Linked DNA regions of Mus musculus: all the other regions are linked to region 3. The links are chromatin contacts, called in public HiCAR-type and promoter capture Hi-C maps. All regions are on one chromosome and are shown on one strand. The core of a region is the stretch at or near the end of the contact, and the rest is flanking DNA. Distances in the headings are between cores, read along the strand shown.

Region 1 (4,402 bases), core at 1,277-3,776, 2.1 Mb after region 3:
GAAGGAGAGAACTGACTGCCAAAGGTGCTTATTGATCTCAGCATGTGCACACACACACACACATACACACACACAGAGGGGGGGATAGTTAAAAATAAATCTTTTTTAAAAATTTAATGAGTTCAGGTATCACAAATTTATTTTCAACTTTTTTAATTTCATTTTGAGCTTAGTTTGGTTTTGTGTTTGGTTTGGCTTTTTGTTTGTTTGTTTGTACATTGGGGCTTGGGGGCAGGGTTGGGCTTTGTTTCCCTTTTCCTTTCTTCCTTCCTTCCTTCCTTCCTCTCTCTCTCTCTCTCTCTCTCTCTCTCTCTCTCTCTCTCTCTCTTTCTTTGGTATTGGCGGTGGTTGGTTTGTTTTCTTGTGGTGTTGGGGACTGAACTCTGGACCTTAGCACAAGCAAGACAAGTTCCTCTATCCCTGGGCTCCACCCTAACTTTTAGCAAAGATCTTAAGCCTTCCCAGGAATAATATCAACCTTGTGCTTTCATTGTGCAAATGATGGGAAATGGCAATTTCAGTGTCTCTCAAATATCTCCAGCCCGGCTCTGACATTTGGAAGTTTCCCCTAGGGCTTAGTCCCTGAGCTTGTGTTGCTCACCTCACTTAGGTGGTGACGACACCAAATAAATGGGGAGCAGAGTCCTGCTTTCTCCTCTATCTTGGGATCTGCTGGAATCGCTCCTTCTCAGAGGTCAACTGAAAAAGTGTTAAACCTTGAATTGATCTCTGGATTGTCTACATTTCCTGTCGATTCTGTGATGGGCAGGATGCCATACCTCATTTATTTCCAGAGTTTCTGAGGCTGGGGATAGCTTCAGGGAGGGAGGGACTTGTGTAAGCATGAGAGCCCACGTTCAGATCCCTGGCACCCACGGAAAAAGCTGGGCACTGTGGGAAATGCTGGCAGCTCCTCACTGAAGAGCCAAAACCAAGAGGATCGCTGGGGCTTGCTTGTAAGCCAGGCTAGCCACTCAAGGAGCTCCAGAGTGGGGGAGAAATACCACCAAAAGGATAAAATGGGGAGTGGCTGAGGCACACACCCAGGATTGACCTCTGATCCTCAGAGAGAGAAAGATAAAGACAGACACAGACAGACAGAGACAAACAGAGACAGACAGAGACAGACGTGTACTTAATGGTTCTGTCTTCTTTCGTACAACTGGGAAATACAATAACTACTCGACTTCACTGTTGTATCTTAAACTCAGAGAAGCTGATGTCCTGCCCTTCCACACCCCAGCCAGAACCAAACCGTGCTCACAAGAAGAATCTTTGTTACTGGATTTAAAGTAAAAAAAAAAAAAAAAAAATTGATTCATCAGTCCACGAGTCCCCTGCTGACCACAGCCAGGGGCCCCAGCCACAGGTGATGACTTCCTTATGCAGGGGTGACACCCTCCTCACAAGGTGACTCTGCCGATGGCCTTTCCTCTTCTTTCCAGGCCTTTCTGGGTTAGGATCACTTGAGGGAATTCTAGTTGCAGCTTTCACCAAACAAACCCGTTTTACAACTCCAAGGAATCTAATTTGGCCGCCTCGCGCTTACTGCAGAAGAGCCTGCAGAAGAAGTGAGAGGCTGGCAGCTCAGCTAATGAGCAGCTAGCTCCGTGTGCACGCACTGCCAGTTTGATCTAATTAAGAAGCACTAATACACTAATGACATATAGAGAAAAGGTTCAAACAGGACAACAGGGTGGTTCGTGGTTCGGGACAGCAGCCTGGCAAATTGCAAAGGCTCAAAGTACAGTGGCGTCCCTAGACACACAGTATTGTGCCAAAGCTGACTGGCCACCTTCCTTCCATACATAGAGGGGTGACCAGGCCTAGGACCTAGATAAATAGTCACCTCAGAACAGAATAGCAACCAAGCCTGAAGAAGTCTGTCAGGTATTTCCTGGTACAAGAACACACGTGAAATGATGCTGTTTTACTTATTTATATTTATTCCTAGGAAATTAACACACTCATTGTATAGATCTGTGGCCCTGAGCAATTGTCACGTTTTGTCTTACCACTGGCTCCTTCCAAAGCCCATCCAAACCAAAGGACACGCAAAAAGGCAGTGAGAACCACTCGGGTATGTGCTGCCTGTCATTCACTCTAAGCACTTCCCACTCAAGCCAAAACTGACAGTGTCCCCCCACTGAGGACAGAGAGTATCAGACTCTTCTCCGCAGGACAATCACAGGAATGCTGGCCACTTACCTGTCACCAGCACGGCCTTTTGATCCACAGGTAACAAGTCTTGGTCAGATGAACTCATATACAGAAGAAGGAAGCAGGCCACGGATAAGAGGAACAAGGTGCAGAGGAGGGACAGACTGAGCAGGCAGGCACCTCCCCAGAGGCCAGCGAGACACACCGCCTGGCTCCGCAGCTGCCTGCCACTCCGGCATCCGCAGAGAAGCGTGCCCCCCAGCACTGCAGCGGCAGCCAAGCAGAGCCATGCTGACTCAGAGGCAAACGGGCTCATTCTCCACTGGCCTTCACTTGCTCTGGGCCAGTGAATACTGTGAGTGCAGAAGCTGGCTGGAGGCAGCCCAGGCTTATATGAAGGGAGAGGCAAGCGGGAGGGGGGAACGACAGCCCCCGCACCCTTTGAACAAGCATGTTAAAGGTAGTGATAGGGGAGACTACTCCCAGGATGTAATTTAAACTGTGCACTGTGATATAAATACCTGCTCATTCCCCTAAGGCACTCAACACTTACACATGAGCACACGTACACACACAAACACACACACACACACACACACGTACACACACACATACACACACACACAAATATACACACACCTACACAGACATATAGACATACACACATGCACATACACACAAATAGGCACATACACACAAATAGACACACACACATCGTAACACACAGACATAATACACACACGGACATACACACACATACAGACATACACACACTTACACATACACACATACACGCACGCGCACACGCACCCTCCCACCTGACAGATGTTTACTCAGATAATGATTGACAGACTTGGAATCACAAGAAGACAATCTCCTTTGGATGTGCCCTCTCTGTGTTGGTTGAGTTCTTTTGCTAACTCCGAGTGTATCTGTATGTGTGGCTGTGAGTGTGTGTGTGTGTGTGTGTGTGTGTGTGTGTGTGTTATCCAGGTAATCAGTGAAGCTTGGAAAGTGGATTCTAAGAAGAGAGCATCCCCGATCTGGCCTGTATCTGGAGGACTACTGCCAACTGAGACAGGTTAAGGGCTCAATGAGCCAAAAAAAGGCTCACCTTAGAGGCAGATGGAAGGTGCCTGTGTCTTCCCAGAGGGCAGTTGTGCCAGAGAGAGACCATAGCAATGACAATCAGACTGAGAGAAGCTGTCAGAACCAGTGCTCTGCTCAATTCTGACTCAGTCTACCCTGTTGGAGGCTCTGTTCTTGGTAGTAGGACTCGGTCTCCGAATAGGATGTCCTTACAACATTTCTATTCGTGTGGCAATAACGAGAGAGGCAATCAATAGGAGACTAGAGAGATTAGGAGCCGGAACGCAGCAGGGTGTCAATCCCCGGCATTGCCCTTTGAACCACCCACTGTCTGCTTTCGGTCAAACACAGAAAAGCAACCCCTCCTGTGCTAGTTCCTCCTTTTGCCCAGCTTGCATCTTACACAATCCTTTGTTAGAGTCAGCTTGTAAACTAGAAAATTCAGGCTGGGAGAGGCTGTACTTTATCCAAGAGCAAGGAATCTGAATCCACACACCTGTGACTCACCAGCTCAAGAGCCCTTCTGTAAAAACTGGAGAGATAGTTCAGTCTCTATATATAGGTATCTGGGTATTATATACCATGAGCGCGAACACACACTTACACATGAGCACACGTACACACAAACACACACACACACACACACACACGTACACACACACACACACACACACACACACACACACTCGGACCACCAGTTCCTATACTGACACCCAAGGGGAGCTCCCACGGGATTTGATGGGTGTGGTGCTTACTGGTGTCTGCCTAGGACAAAGCAGGATTCTAATAAAGGCTAGAAACTGAGAAAACTGGAGAGAGAGGAGCTCTCACTTTGTGTTCAGATGGCTCATTTTAAACCCAGTTCAGTTCCCACAGTTGTTAAGGATGAGGTAATCTTGGCTGGGGGATGCTGTCTCTTTACCTGTCAATACACTCTGCCCCACCTGGAACCCTAGATGGGGCCTCAGTGTGGGAAGCCGCAAACGCCATTACAAAATGATGCTGGTTTCAATAAGCCGACACCCATGAATATGGGTAAACAACCAATGTGCGCATGTGCCATAGAGTTTTTGCTGAGTCACTGCCTGGCACGAGGCATGTAAATGAGGTACTGAAAGCATAACCAATCAGGTGTAGACACGCCTCTCCTAGG
Region 2 (4,036 bases), core at 1,300-3,799, 2.0 Mb after region 3:
AAAATACAGAATGTTTTTAGTTGACTGCTTGAAAACTTTGGTCTTTATCTCTCAAACGAGTGCTGAAGAATTGAGACAATAGCATCCCTGTTTCGGGGAAACAAATCAAAACCCAGTGCTCAAGTAGACTAGAAATAATGGAGGTCTGAATGAAGTTATGGAGCTTGGCCAGCCGTTGATGGTTGTACACATGCTATTACATCCACAAAGGACGATGTTTTCCTCTTCTTAACCCAAAAGGACTCATCCTTCAAGAGTTAACTCAGACACCCTCGAGCTTCCTGGAGATTAAGTCACCTTTTCTTCTCCTCTGTCCTCAGGCACTTCTTTCAAAATCCTACACAGTAGCCAAGGTCAGAATTCTAGGAAGTGGATTAGCAGGTATGATTGTGTACTGTTTGCTTGGTAGAGTTTCAGATTTGCAAAATGGGGAGTGGGTGACCTGCAGCTACAGCACACAGCCCTGGGAATGACTGGGAGGACTAACTAGTCCTTGGCTAACTTGTAGGATGTAAAACAAGGCCAGGAGTGGAAGTCGACTAAGTCTCAGGTGTGTGCCCACCAAGTCTCCGGGTCTCAACCTGCTCTACCTTACCAAACCTTTTAGCATAGCTTCACATCCCACAAATCCTCCTTTTTCTTTTTATAGGAGGGGCATCACTGGAGTGTCTAGAGTGAAAATTTAGGGTGGGGTGGAATATCAAAATAAAACACAACACCATAAGCCAGAGGGGTAACAAGGGGTGGGAGCTAAGAAAACAAGGGATTATTGAAACAATTAAATGTCATACCATTTGGGATACACTGCCTTTGCCAGGCCAGAGAGGCTCAGGGACTCTTGCTATGCCATCTTTGGTCAGCAAGCTCTTGTCACAACTGTAACTTATAGTTACATGATACTTCATTTTTCTATGGTCACCATAATGAAATACTACAGGGGTGGGGTGGGAGGGGGTGTTGGGTGTCGGCTACATGTATTTCTTATAGTCATGACCAAGGTAGTAGTAGTTTTGGCTTCTCTGGGGCTTCTTTCCTTGGCGTGTAAATGGTCTTTCTTTTAGCACACACACCTCTGGTGCACTCAGAAGTTTTCATCTTATGACAGGAGGCTGAAGATTTAGCTAAGTGGTAAGCTTAGTGTGTGGCTGTAGGTTTCGTCTACAGCACAGGGGAAGAAAGGCTACCAGCCACACTGGATGTGGGTTCGTCCTAAAGGTTGTCTCTTGAAAAGCCCTGTCTCCAAACACAGTCACATTTTGAAATAATGGGGGTCAGGACTTCAGTATTTGAATGGAAGGAGACATAAGTCTGCCATATATGGTTAGTCCGGTAACAAGATAGCAGGATTTTTATTTATTTTATTTTTTATTTTTGGTACATTCTACCACCAAGGCTTCATATAACGATATTTTCTTGACTTTCAAGCCTTCCCACTTTGATCTGAAGAGGGCCACCCTGGATTAAATTTAAAGTGACCCTAAAAGTCACTGGCTGCAGCCATTTTCTTCCTTCCACGGTATTTACTGCTTTCTAATGTAGCTCCAGGAAAGGGTGGGAATGTGTCTTTAGCCCCTTGGTGCTCACCCATGTCTCACTGACAGTTATGAGTAAATGTGTTTCTGTAACCACTTAACACATTATGTCTTTATTTACTCCACTGAGAAAACCTGCAGGGCGTTTAATATCCGGAATGCTTTATGAATCTCGACTTTACCACTTCTCCAGCGGGTTGCTTATTACATGCCAGTGATGTGTCCTTCCGTATACTTACGAGGTACGGCACCACAACTTGTGGAAGTCCATTCTGCCCTTCCATCACGGGGGTCCCGGGGATCAAACTCATGTCCTCCTCGGGCTTGGCAGCAAGTGTTTTCACCCATTAAACCACCCCTGGCCCCTTCACAAGTTGTCGCCTTGCGTACAGCTCTTGCTAGTTCCTGCCATTCTTCCCATTCCAGAAGGAAATCCTTCAGGCTCCAAGATGCACAGCGAACAGGTGTATGCATATTCATCAGTCTTCCACGGTTTGTGTGCAGCCCTACAGCTATCACGCAGCCTGGGTTTGTGACCACCTCCTTCACTCTGGGACAGAGCATAGCGACACCAGCGGCTCAGGGCTACTGAGAGTTCTAGAAAACACGCTTCATAGAAAGCCACCATTCGTATTTTTAAAACTTTTAAACTCTGGCAGCAACCTCAGCGGCCTCAGCTAGGACCTCAGCAAGGAACTTCCAGACCGGGTCGTTAGGGAGTCCTCGGGTGTCGTGGAGGCCCCGCCTACAGCTCCAGCGTCCTCCCCTTAATCCGCCTTTCCTGAGTTTAGCCCTGGGACCCTGAATCGCAGTCGCCCCGCGGTGGCCCGAGCTCTTACCACAGCTCTTTGCGGAGAGACGCGCTCCGGGAGCTGGAGAAGCCAGAAGCAGCTCCGAGCACTAGGGCGGGGCAGCGCGATGGGTGTGCCTAATCGGGGGCGTGGCAACGGCGCGGGGGCGGAGCTAAAGCTCTGCCACGCCTGTAAGCGACGTGGCCCGGGCGGGTCTAGAGCGTCGTCTTATCTAGCTCCGCTCTTGACCGTGCGCAAGCGCAGTGCGGCGGGAAAGCCTCTGCAAGTGCGTCCAACATGGCGTCGGAGCGCAAGACTAAGTTATCCAAGAACCTGCTGCGCATGAAGGTGCTGAGGTCGGGAATGCTGGGTTGTCGGGCGGGGAGGCTGCTGAGCTCCGAGATGTTCCGTAGTGGGACTCGGGCCGAAGCGATGGGCAGACTGGCTCGGGATGGCCGCGGCCAGCGCACCCCATTCATTCGCTCAGCCTGCGGGCCTTTGGGCACCAGGGGTGAGATTTTGCTTAGCCTGATGTGGGGAGGGAGCCTGCACAACGTTCATCAGAGCCTGCAGAGTTGAGTGCTGTGGTGGCTTTAGTGTCTGGGCCGCCTGGGAAGTTAGACTTCTCGCGAGAAGTGGTCCCTAAGGAGGAACAACGTGAGGGATGGCAGGTAGTGTCCTAAACTGAGGGAAAGTGAGTCCAGAAGCTAAGAAGGAGAAAATCAGGGACGTTGCAAAGAACTAAAGGTAGCTCGGACGTCTGAAAGACAAGGAGCATAAAATGAGGCTGGAAATCTTAGTGGTCACACATCCAAGGAATTGTAAGCCAGGCTGAAGTTTTGTTCCTGTTGCCTCATGAGCAGGAGGAAACTGTTTTCTGAGTTAATTGCTTTTTGTTTGTTTGTTTGTTTGTTGGGGGGGGGGGGGGTCGAGACAGGGTTTCTCTGTGTAGCCCTGGCTGTCCTGGAACTCACTCTGTAGACCAGGCTGGCCTCGAACTCAGAAATTTGCCTGCCTCTGCCTCTCCCAAGTGCTGGGATTAAAGGCGTGCGCCACCACGCCTGGCTAGTTATTGTTTTTTTAAGGCCACTTTAACTGAACTGTGGATGATGGTTAATCAGAAAGGCCCAGCCCAACAACGTGAAAGCTCACAGCCAAAAGGATGAGCTAAAAAAGTTCCTGTGTTCTGGGTGAAGGTTGTCTTCGTGGTGGGAATGGAGAAAATGTTAGTGGGGTGAAATGAGTTCTCCACTAACTTTTAAACAAAATGAGTTTCCCTTTGTGTGTGTGCATGCATAGCTGTATATATACCATGTGTGTTCAGGTGCCTGCGAAGGCCAGAAGAGAGTGTTGGAGCCCCTGAAACTGGAGTTTTAAGTCAGCAGGTATGAGTACCAGGACTTAGGCAAGAGTCAAGGGTGCTCTTAGCCACTGAGCCAACTTCCCCAGCCCATGATTTTTAAATTTGAAGTTGAGCCAGCTGAAGTGGCTTTGATGGCACACATTTGTAATCCCAGCACTTGGGAGGTGGAGGCAGGAGCTTAATTTGTGGCCAGCCTGAGCTGGATATGAGACCCTGTCTCAGACATCATTAAAACAGAAGCAGCTTAACCACAATTTAAAAGGGGTTAAAAGCGGATGAACACAGGAGTTAAGACAGGGAAAAGCTAACTCTTGAAGCTTAAATAATACTAATAGAACGTATTCACGGTC
Region 3 (3,992 bases), core at 942-3,441:
AAAACAAACAAACAAACAAACAAACACAAAAACAAAACACACACACACACACACACACACACACACACACACACGAAGGGGAAAATAACCTAATCATCAAGGTGTTTGCCATGGAAGCATGAGGTCCTGATCTGAACCCCTGAACTCACATTTAAGAAATAATGCCACACAGTGGCTCTGCTTATTATAATCCCTGCACTGGGGAGGTTGGAGAGCAGTTGCAGCCCTGGGGTTGAATGGCCTGCCAGACTTGGTAAGCTCCAGGCCAGTGAGAGACCCTGACTGACAAGACAAGACAAGGTGAAAAGCATCTGAGGTCCTCTGCTTCACAAGGTCATAAGGGAGGGACACACACAGATAGCCACTGAACCTGGCCGGTCACACATGTCTTTGCGATTTGAGTGGAAAAAAGTTTTCATGGGGTTTTGTTTTTGTTTGTTTTTTTTTTTTTTTTCATTTTGAGGAAAGTAGTATTTTTTTCTTGGCAGCTTTGCCCCAATTGTGTGTGTGTGTGTGTGTGTAGTTTGTATTGAGATAATTTCATGTAGCACAGGCTGGCTTCAGTTATCTATGCATCTCAGGATGACCCTGAATTTCTTGATTCTCTTGCAGACAGCTCCCAAGTACTAGGATAATGGGTGTCTATCACTATGCTTCTTATTTATTCGAATATATGTATGTGGGGTGTGTGTGTATGCATGTGTATGTGTACACATGTGTGTGTATGTGTGCATGTATAAAAGAGTGTGGTTATATGTGTGTATTAAAGATTGTAGTGTGTGTGTATGCATGTGTGTGTGTGTGTGTGTGTGTGTGTGTGTGTGCGTGTGCAGATGCCTACAGAGGTTAGAGGAGGACATCAGATTCCCCTGGAGCTGTAATTACAGACATGGGTACTGAGAAAGAATCTAAAGTCCTCTAGCAGAGGATAAACCATCTCTCCTAATCTGAGACAGGGTCTTATTTTGTAGCCCAGGCAGGCCTGGAAACCAGTATGCAGCCCAGCCTGGTTGTCAATGTATAACCCTTCTTTTTTAACCTCTTGAGTTCTGAGCTGCCTGGTGAGGTACTGTGTCAAGACTTTTTCTTTTTTTTTTTTAAGGTGAGGTACTGAGAGAGAGAACCTGGGACCTCACAGATGCTGGCTCTTTGGGCCACACCTTCAGGCCTAAGGGTTTTCCTATCCCTTATACATGTTCCAGATCTTTTCAGTTTCTGTCTATGATCCGTTTTAGTCAATAGCAAACCAACAGTGACCTCTTTTGATGCCCGCCCTGGTTTCTGTACATCATTTCAGTTAAGGCTGAAGGCACCTGCTGAGGCTCCCTGAGGCTCGTCTTACCACGGGGAGAGAGCAGTCCTCTTGATAAGGTTTCAGAGCTTGCCCTATGGCTCGGGGCTGAGAATTACAAGCAGTTCTAGAGCTGGGCCTCCAGGGCCAGCCTTTCACCTGCCGGTAGGACAGATGGTAGAGGAGTAGTGAATGAATGACCCAGTAAGGGGGTTAAGGATGCCGCCCCATCCCGCCCCAGCACCCCACGTGACTGCAGATAGCCAGGCTACAAAGTCAACAGTGATTCTCTTTCCAAATGAAATGCTTCCTTCTTTCCACTTCTTCCCTTTCCAAATCCAAAGAGCAAACAAACACTGGGTTAGGGGCGCCAGCCTTGGCCAGCCTGGCTCATCTGAGTGCTGACTTAAGTTATTCTTCTGAAGGAGGGGGAGGGGTGGAGAGCTCTGCAGCCCAGCTCACTGGTAGAGGGAACGAGGGAGGAAGAGAGAATAAGAAGATTCGAGGGAAGATGCAGAGGAGAAGGAGGAAGGAGGCCTTAGGGAGGAGGGAAAAGGGGCTTGGGGTGGGATAAATAGGAGAGATGAGAAGGCGAACAAGGTAGAGGCTGAAAGAAGAGGAGAACAACGGCGTAAGGGAAGGAGAGGAATGGAGGGAAGGAGAGAGGGAAGGAGGAAGGAGAGCGAGATCGGAGAACACAGAAGGTGGTGGAAGAAGCGAGGGGCTGGGGCCCACGGAGTGGGGAGGGAAGAAGGCGGAGGAAGGGAAGACGAGGAGGAAGGGCCCCCCTCCAGCCCTCCGCGGAGTTGCGCAATCCGCACAGACTGGGATTGGCCGCCGGATGTGCGAGACGCCCCGCCCCCGCCTCGCCTGACCAATGGGAGCGAAGGGGCGTGGCTTTCACGGGAGTGGAGTCCCCGCGCGCGCTCTGGCTCTGCAGTAACCGCGGGCCTCTCTCCGAGGACCTTAGCTTGCTGTTGCGAGCGGCCACCTCCCCTGCCCACTCTCGGAGCCCGCTCGACTCTCGTAGCGGATCAGGGACGCGTTCACTGGTTCCGGCAGTGTCCTCGCGGCGGCCATGGCCACGAAGATCGACAAGGAGGCGTGTCGCGCGGCGTACAACTTAGTGCGGGACGACGGCTCGGCGGTCATCTGGTGAGCAACGCCGCGGGGCCGGGGAAGCCAGTAGTGACCTGCTTCGTGCCGCTCGCCGCCGCCGCTCACCTATGTTTCTTTTCTTCCTCCAACCCAAAGGGTGACTTTCAGATACGACGGCGCCACCATTGTCCCCGGCGATCAGGGAGCAGATTACCAGCACTTCATCCAGCAGTGCACAGGTAGGGCGACCCTCATGAGACCTTTTGAAAGAGGGTGGGCACCCTGGGCAGCGAGCTGCTGGGCGTCCAAGCAGCAGCAGATCTGGGCTGGGGCTTTGTTTGTTTGTTTGTTTTGGTTTTGTCTTTGTGTTTTTGGAGATAGGGGCTCACTATATATCCAGGGTGACCTCCAACTGGCCATCCTCTTGCCCCAAGCGTCTAGTACTGGTAGGGTGGGTGTGCACAGCCATGCAAAGCTCTGATCTGAGCTTTCCAAAGTCCCGAGTGTATCCCTCCCCCACCCTGCCCCCAACCCCTGTGGACATCACCATCAAGTGACCCGAGGAGATTCCTCCCCCGGTAGTGTCAGTCGGCTTCTTCCGCTCCCGCACCCTGTGGTCCACTGGGTTTCCAGGTCAGAAGGGGCAGTTCAAACTCCACCCTCTCTGATTGGTCAGTGAACAATAAACGCCGAAGCCCCTGGGGGCTGCAAGCTAAAGGCAGAACCCAGGGCCCCACCCTCCTTTCTCCCTTCCATCTTTGTCCCTATCTGCTTCTGTACAAGCCTTTAATTTGAAGAGTACAGAAACACGCACCAAGAATGTGTATCCGATGTTGCTATACCAGGCCTGGATAAAGAGAAGCTGACTTGCGAGGTCCCAGCGGCCAGTTTCCTTTGGAGCGAATGGCCACTGGCTGGGGTGGGGCATGGAGAGCTGAGATTGCTCCATGGTTTGGTGTGGAGGAATCAAGCAGATGTGTGACCTTACTAAAAGCATCCCAGGGAACCCTAAGGTTTGTGTGTGTTAAGCTTCCCTGGGACATGTGGACCATGAAAGAACACAGGGCCTGAATGGCCACAGCTCCCGTAGAACAGCTCAACACCATTGGTAAAGAGATCTCTAAAGGAGCTGGTGTGCAGAGCAGCTCAGCATATTCTGGAAACAGAGGCAGGGGGATGGAGAATTGGAGGCCAGCCTAGGCTGGGCATCCCCCGTGCCTTCCGGAAAAAGAGCCTTTAAAGAGATTGGAAGTAAGAGACCCCGGGGCCTAGTGTCTCCTTAGCTTTGGAACCTAATGTCAAACAAAAGCAGGCCACCTAGGAGCTAGGGTGTGGACTCCTGGGAATGGCTGTGGGTTAGAATCCCTCTTGGGCTGCTTTCCAGCTGAGTGGGGTGGGGCCAGGTCCCTGGGGGTAGGGGTGGGGGTCACAGTTCCTCACCTGATCTCTTGTAGTGCTGCTGTGAGATTGACTGATCCCAAGTGTGTGTAAGTGTTCAGGACAGTGCTGGTCAGTCATTGGTGACAAGCAGACCAAAAAAAAATTTAAAAGCCAGGGTCATGTGACTTAACTGCTTTCTTTCTTCTTTTTTTTTTCTTTCCTC

What was found. Promoter capture Hi-C pulls out the DNA fragments that hold promoters and counts their contacts. HiCAR-type assays count read pairs that join an accessible place to other places.
Region 1: a promoter capture Hi-C map of stem cell-derived epiblast-like cells shows a contact between it and region 3, with 5 times the contacts expected there. The contact joins the promoter of Hsd17b2 here to the promoter of Cotl1 in region 3. A contact is called at or near these places in 4 of 39 promoter capture datasets (cranial neural crest, hippocampal neurons and stem cell-derived epiblast-like cells).
Region 2: a HiCAR-type map of astrocytes shows a contact between it and region 3, with 2.5 times the contacts expected there. The contact joins the promoter of Mphosph6 here to the promoter of Cotl1 in region 3. A contact is called at or near these places in 1 of 39 promoter capture datasets (stem cell-derived epiblast-like cells) and 1 of 115 datasets of contacts at active chromatin or transcription factors (astrocytes).

Annotation. Positions count from the first base shown.
Region 1 is chr8:117,700,070-117,704,471 of GRCm38.p6, reverse strand. It overlaps Hsd17b2 (hydroxysteroid (17-beta) dehydrogenase 2), which reads right to left and starts at 2,526. Exons shown (of 5, transcript NM_008290.2): 1 at 2,209-2,526. The coding sequence starts at 2,476.
Region 2 is chr8:117,800,487-117,804,522 of GRCm38.p6, reverse strand. It overlaps Mphosph6 (M phase phosphoprotein 6), which reads left to right and starts at 2,549. Exons shown (of 5, transcript NM_026758.4): 1 at 2,549-2,671. The coding sequence starts at 2,621.
Region 3 is chr8:119,838,778-119,842,769 of GRCm38.p6, reverse strand. It overlaps Cotl1 (coactosin-like 1 (Dictyostelium)), which reads left to right and starts at 2,191. Exons shown (of 4, transcript NM_028071.3): 1 at 2,191-2,446; 2 at 2,546-2,628. The coding sequence starts at 2,370.